Linked DNA regions of Mus musculus: region 1 is linked to region 2. A link is a contact called in public Hi-C data. All regions are on one chromosome and are shown on one strand. The core of a region is the stretch at or near the end of the contact, and the rest is flanking DNA. Distances in the headings are between cores, read along the strand shown. Region 1 has its middle 32 kb from the start of I730028E13Rik. Region 2 holds the start of 4933433G08Rik (RIKEN cDNA 4933433G08 gene).

Region 1 (6,848 bases), core at 3,910-6,409, 64 kb before region 2:
ATGTGATTGAGTTAACCAGCTAATGGCTGTTTAGCACCCCACATTCTTGCTCTCTTGAGTCTTAAGTGTAAAGAAATAAAATGGACTCCCTACATCCATGTGTTGTGTCTTCTCTGACCAATCCACATTCATTGGCTGTGGTGGTAATGGTGGTGGTGTGTGTATGTATGTAATATGTGCATATGTATATGTTTGTGTGTGTATATGCGTTTCTTTGTGTGTGTATGGGTGTGTGTGTATATGTGTGTGTTTGTGTGTGTATGTGTATATGTGTGTTTGTGTGTGTGTTTGTGTATGCATGTGTGTGTGTGGTGAGGGGTTGCTTGCTCTCCTCTATTGACACAGATATGCCAGGGCTAGTAGAACTGTAAAAGCTGTTGAAGTGGACTGTTGTACACAGTGAACTGTAAACATTATCCTAAGGCAGCAGAGGATGTTCCCATGGGTTTGTGGATGGTCCTGAGCCAATCAGAGTCCTGGTGCTGGTGAGATGGAAACAGCAGTTCTCTAGGCCCACTGAGCATTAGACTCACTGGGAGACTTTCACACTTAACTGTCCACAGGCTACTCCTTGGTCCAATGAAATAAATGTCTCTAGTGGTAAGAACCAGATTATCTGTCATTTAAATAACTTCTCTGGGAGACTCCATTGGCAGCTGAGTTTGAAGGCCTGTGGAGTAGAAAGACTCATGGGCAGGATGGGGCAGTGTGTGCCCTGGAGGTCGTGTGAATATTCCTAAGAGCACTGCTTCCCTCCACAGGCGCTGCCTCGGCTCTTCTTCTTTCTTCTTCTTTTCTCTTTTTTTCAAATTCGTCTCCAGCTCACTCTCCCTGCTGACAAGTCAGAACCTCCCCGTGCAGCACCTGCACTAATAACGCTGGTGTATCCCCAGGGAGATGAGAAGCAACCCCCCCAACCCCCTCTGCTCAGAGCCCCCCACCTATCAAAGGCTGAGAGCTCAGGAGGGGGGTGGTAGTGGGACTTACATGGGTAACTCCAATTAAGACAAATGTCAGCTCTTCCTCCACAGGCTGTCCATGACTTGCCCCGAGCATAGTACAGGCTGGGCATAGGGAGCAATAATGCTTAGTCTTAACTGTCAGGCTCTGACAGGCACAGCCAGAGGAAGCAAGGAAGAATATAAGCAAAAGGTGGTCCTGGCCTAGATGTCCTGCCTCCTGAAGGAGTCCCTTTAGAGACATGGGGCCACAGATCCTCCAATGCAAAGATCCCTTTTAAGCCAATTTTTAGGGATTCTGGGGTTTCCAGTCCCAGGGACCCCAGAGTTGGCTGATGTCTTTCCAAACCTTCTCAAGGGTCCCTGATGATCCAAAGGGCAACCCTTGACCAAATGGAGACCCTCAGAACCGTAGTGTCATCTCTTTGTGTTAGTGTGACACATGCTACAGCTAACTGCAACTTAGGAGAAGAAAGGATTTGTTTATTTATTTATTTATTTATTTATTTATTTATTTATATACTGAGGGATGTCAGAGCAGGAACTCAAAGCAGGAGTAAGAAGCAGTAACCAGGGAGGAACACTGCTTGCTGGCTTGCCCATGGGCTCATGCATAGCTGGCTTTCTTATACAGCCCAGGACTACATGCCCAGAAATGATGGTTCCCACAGTACTCTGGGCCCTTCTACAAAAATAGATATTCAAGACAATTCCCCATAGACATGGCCTCAGGTCAGTTTGATCCAGGCAATCACTCAATCTAGACTTTCCTCTCAGATGACTCTGGGGTCTAGCTAGAATCTAGGCTGTATCAAGTTAACAAAGCCAACAAGGATAGACAAGCAACTTAGATATCTGGAAGATTGTTAAAATGAAGAGCCATAGTCTCCTTTGCCCCCTATCCAACTAGAGCCTGAAGTTTGTCATAGGACTTGATGATGGAGATGCAGATCAACAATTGGCAAATGCTGAAAATCCAGACCTGGACTTGGGGGAGACTCACCGTGGCAGTGTGTGGGGACTGGAAGTGATTGTGGTATTGGGTGTTCAAGGCCTTGCTCAGCTCATTGCCTTCTGGACAAATCATTTGTCCAGGCCAAAGAAGTGGAGCGGTCATTGCCTCTACTCAGGAGGGACAATTCACGGAAAAAAAGGTATAAGGGGAAGGCACTGCTTGATGGGGTGAAAAGGAACATCAGGAAGAGCTGAAGTGGGTTAGTGCCTAACCCACAGATGTGCTAACAGATGTGGCTTTGTGGAGCTCCACCCTTAACTCCACATGATTCAATAAGGCACAGAGATCGTCCATGTGTTAGCCATTTTCTGCCACTGAGATGAGCATCTCCAAGCAATCACTGCAGAGGAGAAAAAATTTTGGTTCACAATCACAAGGGGCTCAGCCCTTGGCCACTTGGCAACCTTGTTCTGGGTCTGTGGTGGGACAGAGCATTGTGACCGATTTCCTGGGACAAAAGAAAGCTGTTCCTTTCATGGTAGCCAGGCAGCAGAAAGAGAGGATGCATGCACTTACAAAACAAATCTCCTTCCCTAAACTCCACTAAGAATCCATTAACAGATCTATCCCTTTGTGAGTTCAAAGCCCTTGTCATCCAGTCACCTCTGAATGCCGTAACACTGGGGATCAAGCCTTTACCACATGAGCTTGGGGGTAACATTTAAGATACATACTGTGGGTACTGAAGAGATGTCCCAACAATTAAGAACATTTAATGCTTTTGTAGAGGACCTAGGTTCAGTTCTCAGCACCTTCATGATAGCTTACAGCCACCCATAACCGGGGGCTTGCTCTAATTAAAGGGCCATTGTCCAGGGACAAAGGAGATTGATGCCATATGCACTAAAAGGCTAAGTCACCAGATTTGCTCTGCCCCTTCTCCAGTGAGCCTGGAATTCTGACCCAACATAGCACAGGGGTTGGTGACACACAGGGGCTGGTGAGCAGCTTTGCTCTGTCCCCAAGAGGCTGCTTGAGTCATGAGAAAGCCAGCTGGAGGTTACTACAGAGACAGGCTGCAATGTCATGGGCAGAGACTGGGCTTCCGATCTGTCTGCTTACAGTCACAGTGGGCTCCAGTTTACTCCTCAGTAAAATGGGAATAACAAAACATCTGCTTCCCAAGGGAGAGGAGATGCCTGTTGAGAAGGGCCAGAACAACGGCTGACTCAGCGGTCCGTCATGGGTACCATCCCTCTCCATCATCGCCTTTATCATCCTTTTCCCTACAAAGGGAGGGGGATGCATAGGCCAAGAAGATGGTTCAGCAGCTAAGGCACTTGCTGCCTAAGCAGTCAGTGTGAGGATCAGAGTTCAGGTCCCCAGAACCCATGTAAATGCTAGGTGATCATGGCGGCCCTCTTGTAATTTCAATGCTTGGAAGATAGACAGAGATCCCTGGAACAGACTGGCTAGCATGACTAGCCATACTGTCAGTCCCTCTTCAGGGAATAAAGGTCAGAGCAATGTGTAGAAGACTCAAGAGATCAATCTCTAGCCTCCACGCACAGCACATACTTGTGCCCACATATCTGTGAACACATATGCACATAGACTGCACACTTATTCATGAAAAACAAAAGCAAAAGAGTAGGTCATGCCTCCAAGAGCCACAAGGCTGTCCTGGGCTAGGGGACATCTGATCAGCTGTCTGCTACTGTATGGAGGCTGAAGGTGGGCATGAGGCTTTGAGAAGCTCCAAACTACTTAGAGAGTTGTCCCACTATCTGGAGAAATAGAACTTGTTCCTGTGCATTTATTCTAAAACCATTTTCTAAGGAAATTTCTCATAGATTTTTTTTTCCTAGCTTTTTCCTAGTACTTTGCCAAAGGCCTTTCCCATAATGCTGACTTGCATTCTTGTTAGTAAGCCCTGCCGGCCACCCTGCGCTGTAACACAGGATGCCCTCAAGACCTGGGCTGGTTGTGCTCAGAACCATGGGCAGCTCCTGGTGGCCGAGAGCAGCTCTGTCTTAGTGTGGCTCAGACTCCATGACCCTCCCCCCACCCCCCTAGAAGCAGGCAGTGTATTAAGTCACCACGGCCTGTACCTCCCTGAGCCAATAAAGATGCAGTTCTTGGATGAGTAGCAGGTATCTTTGGCTAGAGAAGCAGTGGGATAGGGAAAGGCAGGTCTTGGCTTTGGGGGCTGCCTTTGTTGCCAACAGACTCAACCCATCCTGGTAGACTCAGGTTTAGAAGTTGGAAGTGACCACAGGTGGCCTTGAAGTGAACTCTCCTTGTCATCACTGGAAACATTCTGGAACCTCGGGAGAAGATACCGGCACATGTAAGTGGCATACGTATGGAAAAGTCTTACATCTGATCTAGGGTCGTAAGCCCCTGCTTCCACATGGTGAGTTTCCCCCGCTGCTCAGCCTTGAGTGTGGGTCCCTCTGATCTGCAGAATGGCCTGTATCTCAGTGTCTATTTTTATCTATAAAAATAGTTGTTTCAAGCTGAGACCTTGGATGAAGATGTGGGGAACATGTGCATCAAATTTGCAGATGACTCCAAGCTGGAGGAGCTGACAGATTTAGAGTCTGGGATGATCTCGACAGTGGAGAATGTTGGGTCAAAAGCAAGCAGATGAAACTCAGCATCAATAAATCTAATGTCTCGAACACGGTTTCCAAAACGAAATTGCACAAGGGCAGTGTGAGGGAGACCTGGCTTGCCTACAGCTCTCATAAAGATCAAGAGGTTCTAAAGTCTGCCTCAAGTTCAACATGAGCCAGCTGAGTGATAGGGCAGGCTCAGGAGGGAAAAGGAACCTAACCAAACACCCTAATAAATGCTTATTATTCATTAACCCTTGGTGATGTAGGGAGGGAAGGATGGCACGGTTGACCTCCATGTTAGGCCCAGAGTAGGGGGCGGACAACAAAATGAGTGGTACTTACTGAGAACTTCCCATGCACCAAGAAGCGCCTTAGTTCACACCATCATCACTTATGAGGACATGGGCCAAGGCACAGGGTACAATGACAGCCCCCAAAGCCACTGCCCTATGGGTGCCTCGTGGGTGGTGGACCCATGCTCTGGACCTCCTTGCTGTCTGTCCGTTAGACACCTTGTCTGCTTTCTCTTCCTCATTTTACAGATGTGGTGACCAGACCGGACGTGTGAAGACTACGCGTCTGCAGTCACAGGGGGTGAACTGCAGACTCAGGCTCTCGTGGGAGCCTCTCATCTGTGCCTCCCTGTCCTATCTCCTGGCCAAAAGCCAATGCCACAGGGTAGCCAGGTGCTAACCCATAAGACTAAGACTCAGGGTTCTAAGGCATTTCCTGTGGCTCTGCTCAGGGGAGTTTCATCCACTTTGCTTCTTCAGATGTGAGAGTGCATGGGATTAGCGCTTTTCCTGTCAGAGGAAGTCTCACCTGGAGCACTTAACTGAACCTTAATGGGGCACTCCTACGAGAGAGCCATGAGACCCTCTGCGAGGGATCTCCTTATGTTCGTCAACATTTAAAATCGTTACCCATTTAAACTATGGAAGCCCATTTTTTAGCCCCCCTCCACTCTTGCATCTTCCTAACTTGCTACAGTAAACTAAGTTTTCAATTTAAGAAATCATCAGTTGAGTGCCTATATATGAACATGTGTACATATATGTGCATGTATGTATATATGCCAGCATCCTGGAGGTTTTGAGTGAGCAATTTTTCAGAGAAACTTCACAGAAACTCCACTATTATCATTTCATCATGAGGGAATTAGTTTTAAAGGGTGTCCAACTGGACCCATTTGCCCAGAACTGAGTAGTCTCTGGGGACACAGGTCTTACCACTGTAAAAAGCCAAAACCAAAGCCCAAAACATCTCCCTGCTCCCCACAAAAAACCCCAAACCCAACAAGATGGTTTGGGGCTGAGGAGCCAACTTAGTCAGTAAGTGTTTGCTATGCGAGCATGAGAACATTAGTCCAATCTCCTGTGGGCCATAAGCACACATCCATCTACGGTCCTTGCACAGACAAGCAGATAGAGCCCTTGAGCCTGCTGGGCAGCCTGCCTGGCCTACTTGATTAATTCCAGGCCAGCAAAAGATCCTGACTCAAAAAACAAGGTGTATGGCATCTGAGAAATGACACCCAAGGATGTCATACCCTACACACACACACACACACACACACACACACACACACACACACACACACACACACAGGTTTAAGTCTAGGCAAACTGGGACAGGGTAGTCACCTTAGGCTTAGAGAAGTTAATTACACAGGAAATAGCTTTAAAACCAGTTCCCCTGATACTAAGTCAATACAGATACAGAATATAAAATAAAGTCACTAGGCCTGGAGACCCTCCTGCTTTTATTTCTGTATTTTCAGTTCTAGGTCAGGAGACCAAGTTCCCAAATGAATGGAGAAGAATGTCTTCTCCCTGGGGTTGTCCTGAACCTGCTGGTTTCAGATAGCTAGAACGGTGCTCAGGCATCCGGGACAAGTTTGTTCCCACCGTCTCTCCCTCTCACGCTGCATGGAGAGCAAGCTGTGTCTCTGAGACCAGGAACGATGGGCACAGGGTGGGAGCATGACAAGCCACTCAGCTGTCGAACGGGAAACAGATTTGCAAGTCATAGTTTGAGATGGACATTGGCCAGCTAGGCTGTGCTAGCCTATCAAGGGAACATGACCATGGAGGCAGGAACCCAAGAATAAATGGAGACAGTGGTTTTCCAAAGTTGTGAGAAAGAACATACGCTACTGTGAGGCTGCAGAGACCCAAAACTAGGGGCAGAGAGACAGGGTGACCAGGTGCAGGGGATCCTGTAAGGTCCCGGATAGTGAGGGAGAGACTGGCTAGGCAGACCTCAGCTCCTTTCCCATCCTGGGACCCTCTAGAAGATGTTGGCTCCCTTCCC
Region 2 (6,718 bases), core at 3,878-6,377:
CGTTACGTGGGTGCTGGGGATGGAAGTGAGTCCTTATGCGTATGCAGCAGGCACTGGACCGGCTGCACCATCTCCCTGGCCCAACTTCCTTTGAGGTTCTGCTGTTCCTCTCCCTTTTCACTGCCCGTGTGTGTGTGTGTGTGTGTGTGTGTGTGTGTGTGTGTGTGTGTGTGTCTGCATTTGTCCATAGCACAAGGCCAGAAAATCTTTCACACAAAAATAATCCTCAAGGCTCCACCCCAGAGATTCAGATCTCACTGGTCTGGGCTGAGACATGGACATACTTTTAGCCAGAGATGTTCAAGTGCTTTGAATGCTGTGAAATGTTCAGGTCTGACTGTACTGAAACCATAGTGTCCCCCTCCCCTTCATACATCCAGCCAGCAATGAAAGGGGGCGGTGCTGGGGGTGTGGCTCAGCTGGGAGAGCTGTTGCTTGAAGCCCTGGGTCCTATCCAAATCAGCATACCTGTAAAACACATCTGCATTCTCAGCTTTCGGGAGGTGAAGGATGTTCAGGGTCATCCTGGGCTACATAGGAAGTTTAAGGCTAGCCTGGGCTAGGTGAAACTTACCCTTTCAACAAAAGGTAGAATGGATTATTTTAAAATATTCATGATTCTGTTTATTTACATGTGGGCACAGATTTCAGTGTAATTCCATAAATCAATGAAATACTTGAGTTTTTTTTTCCTTTAGAAAATAGCAACACTGCGTACAATCTGGAAAGATAACTATGTGCTAAACTCAGACTCTTCTCTTCTCAGCTCACGTGGACACCAGGCTTGCTCCACATGCATTTTGCATTGAGTGTTATTTGTATAGCTGCTACTGGGATCATTTGAGAACTCCAAGCTCCCAAATCTAAAGGCAGCAGACAAAGGCGGTTTTCATCCTGTAAGTTGGTTTTTTAAGAAAAGGCCTTGCTTCTCCTGAGAAAGTCATTTAATTTTAGACTTATTGACAGTGTGGGTTATAAAACTGACAGGGAAACTCAGAGCCAAACTGGCTGCTTCTCCCAATAAGGCTGTACTGTATACAGTATAGGTAGCCACCTTCACCTCCCTTTTTTTTACCTTAGGGTACAAGTACATAAGTATGTATGAAGAAAATGAAGATACAAGATAAATAATAAAGATGAGAGGGTAATATGTTGGCTACCATCTTCCAACTCCTAGACCAGGAGATCATAATCTCTATATCTATGCACCAGGCAGGCAGCATGGACCTGGGACAGGCCTGGAGTAACCCAGAGAAGCACTATAAGACTGCTAACTACAAGATTGGACACGGCCCCGGACTTAGCTACCTTTCTATCACTGTGACAAAACACCATGACCAAGGTAGCTTCTAGAAGGAAGCGTTTATTTGGCTCATGGCTCTGTTATGCTGAGGGAGGGTGGCAGTAAGTAGCATGGTGGCAGGAACTGGATGTTGACTGCTCATACTGGAACCTGTACTGGAACCTGTATGAGCAAATTGGGAGTAAGACAGGGGTTTAAGCTCCTAAAGCCTCCGGCAGTGACATGCCTTCTCCAGCAGACAGACCCCTTAAGCCTCCACAACTAGCCACCAACCTAAATAGGGTCAGCATTCAAATGCGTGAGCCTGTGGGGACATTCCCATTCAGACCACTAGACCCAGGTAAAGGTCTTTAAGTTAACAATCATTGCAGGGCCTTCGAGGTGGCTCAGCAGGTAAAGGCACTTGAACCAAACCGACAACCTCAGTTCAATCCCTGGGACCCAGATGGTAGGAGGAAAGAACGGACTCCTATAAGTTGACCTCTGATCTCTCTCTCTCTCTCTCTCTCTCTCTCTCTCTATATATATATATATATATATATATATATATATATCTTTCTGTCTCTCTCTCCATCTCTCTGTCTATCTCTGTCTCTGTCTCTGTCTCTCTCTCTCTCACACACACACACAAACACACTACTCACACATACACTACACATAAAGAACAGGATAAAAAGAACTAAAATTTGAACAAAGCCTGCAGTAAAGAAAATATATGAGAACTTAATAAACACAGGAAAACCACATGCTCACATTCATTAGTCATGGGAGCACTCAGATTAAAATCATAGTAAACTCTCTTTCCCCAGTGTGGCTAAAACTAGCAAAGCCGACAATGCCAAGTGTTGACAACTGTCTGGAGCAAATGAAACTCTCCTATGCAAGGATACACAGTATAATATGTACCACATAGGCATGAAAGGAAAACATGTTGACAGCTCCTTATAAACCCAAAAGTACACCTGTCCCATGAGCCAGCCATTCTGCTGCCCAGCATTTGAGAAATGATACTCTATGTTCACACACACACACACACACACACACACACACACACACACACACACACAAGACCTCTTACAAGTATGTTCCTAACAGCTCTATTTGCAATAGGCTCCAACTGGAAACAAGCCCATTTCTTCTTAAAGTTGAGTCAATAGAAAATTGTGAATAAATCTATGCCATAGAATGTTCAGGAATAAAAAAGACTAAACTCCTAGTAAATGAAACTGCGACTGATGACTCTCAAAAGATCATGCTGGGCAAAATTCATTTATGAGAAAACACATACTTTATTGGTTTTTATACGTTGAAGTTTAGACAGACCAAATTCTGTCATATGGTATCAGTCACTGTTTCTCTTTGTGCTGATAAAATGTCTGGGAGAAGCAGGAAGGGTTGACTCTGGATCACAGTTTGAGGGTACACACGGTTCACCATGGAGGGTAGACATGGCGGCAGGCATGTGAGGCAGCTGGGCACAGAGAGAGACGAGGGCTGCTGCCCAGCTTGCTGTCTCCCTTCTCCTTCAGGCTGGACCCCAGCCGGGGGCATGGTGGCATAATGTGTGCCCTTGCCGCCTCAATTAACTTAATCCAGAAACTCCCTCAAAGACATGCCCAGAGCCTGCTTCCAGAGTCGAGCTAAGCCATGTCAAGCTGACGATGAAGATCAGTTGTCACAGTCTGAGTTGGTGGCTTTCCGGGTTTGGAAGTAGAGTGGGATTAACAGCAAAGGGTCACAAGGAAATTTTTCAGGGAGAGAAATGCTCTGCTGTGGGTGGTTATAGTAACAGTAGTTTGTTTTGTGTGTGTGTGTGTGTGTGTGTGTGTGTGTGTGTGTGTGTGTATTTAACAGTGGTGATATGTACACAGTCAGGAGTCAACAACATTTGAAATGTGTGAATTTTACGAATGGAAAGTACACTTCAATACTTCAATAATTTGGTTAACAATAAAGGGCTGATGTCATGGCCAAAGGGGCTTCCCACAAAGCCTGAGGACTGTCTATCTGACCCACAGGATAGAAACTGAGTAGCAATTCTTGGGAGTTGTCTTTTGACTTTCACCCAGAAGAGGTGTGTGTGTGTGTGTGTGTGTGTGTGTGTGTGTGTGTGTGTGTGTGTGTTTGTGTGTGTGTGTGTGTGTGAGAGAGAGAGAGAGAGAGAGAGAGAGAGAGAGAGAGAGACATAAAATAAATCTAAAAAAAAAAGTATAGTCAAGCTGGGCAGTGGTGGCGCATGCCTTTAATCCCAGCACTCGGGAGGCAGAGGCAGACGGATTTCTGAGTTCAAGGCCAGCCTGGTCTACAAAGTGAGTTCCAGGACAGCCAGAGCTACACAGAGAAACCCTGTCTCGAAAAACCAAACCAAACCAAACCAAACCAAAAAAAAAAATATATAGTTGAAACAAAATTTACTATTCAGACACTCAATTTTCAGCTCAAAGTTCAGAAAGGCAACATCACAGTTAGTGACCATTACAAAATCAAATGTTTATGTGTATGATGGGCATGGGTGTTTTGCCCAAATGTGTGTCTGTGCACTGTGTAGGTACCTAGTGTCTGAGGCCAGAAGAGGGCATCAAATCCTTTGGAACTGAGACTAGAGATGGGTATGAGCAGCTGGGGATAGAATCTGGGATCCTGGAAGAGCACTCAGCTCTCTTAACTGCAGAGCCACCTCTTCCAGCACCTGGTGGCCATTTTTTAAAAAGTGACCACAAAATAAATCCCCATCAGCAAGCAAGATTCACTTACATGCACCCACACGAGATGAGAGCCAGTTATTAATAAGATTAATTTATATGTACCCACATGAAATGAGAGCCAGCTATTAATAAGCTAACTTGTGTGCATCTTAATATTATTTCTGTGAAAAAAGCACATATGTTCTTAAATGCAGTCAATAAATAAATCAAGAAAGTACACAGATGCATCCACTGAGGACTTCCCTGGGAAGGAACTGGTGCCGCAAAGTGGGGGGACACCACAAGAACTTTAATCTCATGCTTTCTTCACGCTATCTTATCTTTTTATGAGTGTGATTTAGTTTTGGAATTAAAAGTTTCAAAAACAAAATCAGCTCATCCCACTCCTTTGTTCCGAGCCATTCTCTGAGTCATCTCTGCTCACGAGAGCATGGTTCTTAGTTTGGCAGGCAGAGCGCTCCGTGCTCCACTTTAGTTCAGCAGCCTGCTCAGTCTCTATGGGGGCACTGTTTCCACGGGGGTCTCCTGGTTCATTCTCACAGCCTCCTGTGAAGTGAGCCCAGAGGCCTACCTGCCGCTGCAGCCCTAGTGCCAGACGCAGAGTCTGGCCCGTGGTGAGTGCCCCAGCATCAATAGCAGAGTTACCAGAACACCTCACATCACTTTCTATTGCCAACCTCAGATTCTGAGTAATCTCACCTTTCGGATCCACCCTGTGAGGGCACAACCATCAAATGAGGAAGTGGGAAGAGAGAACGAGATGCAAGGATGATAGAGACAACAGCCCTACCCTTGTGGCTGTGGAAGCTGAAGGTCTTAATTATGGGAAATAGAGCTTCCTAACCAGGCCACGTCTCCTGGGCATCTGCCGAGCACGACATGGCTAGAGAGGGTCACACCAGGATGACCTGGGGCCTGTGTGGCCAGGCTTTCCTGTTTGCTCTGACATTCTCCCTTGTCCTGCATTTCTAAAGACCCCCTGTGAGGCCTCTAGCCACTAAGATCTCTGGATATTAGCCACAGGCTTCTCTTCTTTCCTCCTTAAATACAATTCCAGAATCTTCTTTGTCCCTATTCCAAATTCTATTGCCAAATCTAGAATCTGGGAGAACAGCACTCAATCCAAGGGCATCTTTGCTTAAACAGAGTGACTTTCCCATGGCAGTGAGCAGAAATTTCTGCGTGTCTGTCCATTCTCTTGTTTTCTCCATGGATACAAGGTGTAACTGACTAACTGACCACAGCAGCTCACAGTGCTAACCACTGAGCAACAGCATTTGATGAGCTGAGTTGTGTGGCTAGCTTGCTACCACCAGGCCCCAAGTCCTGAGCCCCAAAGGAAAGGGAAAAGGTAAATGCTTTCCATATACATCCTCCCTCAGTTGAAAGGCTGAGAGCGCCCAGACCACAATTGGAGTGATGGCCTTAGCCCAATACAGACAGAAGATCCCCAGCTAGGGCCTATGTCTTGAGCTGCACTGGCTGACTGCTGCTTCTAGGCGACTCTTCTCACTACTTCAGACCATACTCCTGGGAATACTAAGGAAGAAGGATTGTGGGAATGTCACAGAGATGTACAGACAGAGGCGGGAGTAAGGTTTCAAGACCTAATAATTTATGGACATAGAAATCTAGATGCTCGGGAGGAAGACATTTAATAAATCCATCCCCGTCAATACTATACAAGACCGGATTAGAAGCTGTCCCTCCAGAGAAGTATGGGGCAGGGACCACCTGGGGGCTTGATTGCTAGGGATCAAATGAAGAAAGTCTCAGGCACGAGGCACACCAGGGCCAGGTGGGGAGCCTGGGAAAATGACCAAGAACGGGACATCAGGACTAGAACATGTTAGTAACAGGAAACAACTCGGTCTTTTCAGATAACACTGCGACAGACAGAAGAACACAGCGGAAGTTAACAAGTGCCTCTTCCAGCACAGTATCTCCCTCTGAAGCTTCCCACCCCTTCAGAGGACAACTGTGCAGAAGCCCACAGTGGGCCTCTGTAACAGCCAGTCCCAGTGCCTAGGTAAACCAAGCACCAGGCTGAGCATGCCTGGGCACCTTCTTGTCATGTCTTATTTACCATGAGCAGTGAAACAAGGGCTCTTGCCATTCCTACCTGTTGGGTGTGAAACAGAACCCACAATGTTGAACGACTTACCCAAGGTCACACGGCCAGCCAGAGAGGAGGTGCTAACTCAGATGCATTCAGGTGTGTTGGAGAGACACGCTCCCCACGTGATCATGTCTGAAAGGTGAAAGGCCCTGGTAGGAATCAAGAAGATGACAGTATAAACGTGCAGATTGGCAGCCTAGACAGGCTTGAGGGACATCTAACCCAGCAAGGTCATGAATGTTAGCATTGTAAGGTCAAGACAGAGCATGGTTGCTTATATTCTCACATCAGCTCTTTTGAAAAGGGACTAAAAAGTTCAGAAAGGTATGGGTTGAGGTAGGGGATTCGTTGCCAGTGATTCTCAGGCCCGTTCCACATTAGGCTATATAGTTGTCACTTTGGGGGTTAGAGACAAAAGTGGCACGTAATCAGAGGCTGTGGAAGATGCTGAGGACTCCAGAGGTTGGCATGGAGGCAGGTGGACTCTCCATTTGCAGAGGAGATGAGCTCTGCCTCTAATGCATCTTTGCAACATCAATGCATCCCTGAAAGTGTTCCAACTCAATCCAGGATGTTCCCTCTGGCTCCCTG

Evidence for each region. A called contact is a pair of places that touch in the nucleus more often than the background predicts.
Region 1: a contact with region 2 is called in a Hi-C map of uterus. The contact joins the enhancer-like site here to the promoter of 4933433G08Rik in region 2. A contact is called at or near these places in 4 of 484 Hi-C or Micro-C datasets (the N1E-115 cell line, nephron progenitors and uterus) and 2 of 115 datasets of contacts at active chromatin or transcription factors (embryonic stem cells and microglia).

What each region holds. Positions count from the first base shown.
Region 1 is chr9:61,167,407-61,174,254 of GRCm38.p6, reverse strand. No RefSeq gene overlaps it. Among named protein-coding and RNA genes, the nearest start is that of I730028E13Rik, 32 kb to the right of the region's middle. Within about 2 kb of position 5,159, at least 49 of the 459 cell types and tissues checked have an H3K27ac peak or open chromatin away from gene starts, as enhancers often do. A contact at or near this core is called in microglia and uterus, where this site is marked.
Region 2 is chr9:61,103,795-61,110,512 of GRCm38.p6, reverse strand. 4933433G08Rik (RIKEN cDNA 4933433G08 gene) reads left to right here and starts at 5,127. Exons shown (of 2, transcript NR_105026.1): 1 at 5,127-5,359; 2 at 5,889-6,718. The region is part of intron 2 of Gm34004 (a long non-coding RNA gene); the gene reads right to left. It overlaps Gm33914 (a long non-coding RNA gene), which reads left to right. Exons shown (of 4, transcript XR_379508.3): 4 at 767-891.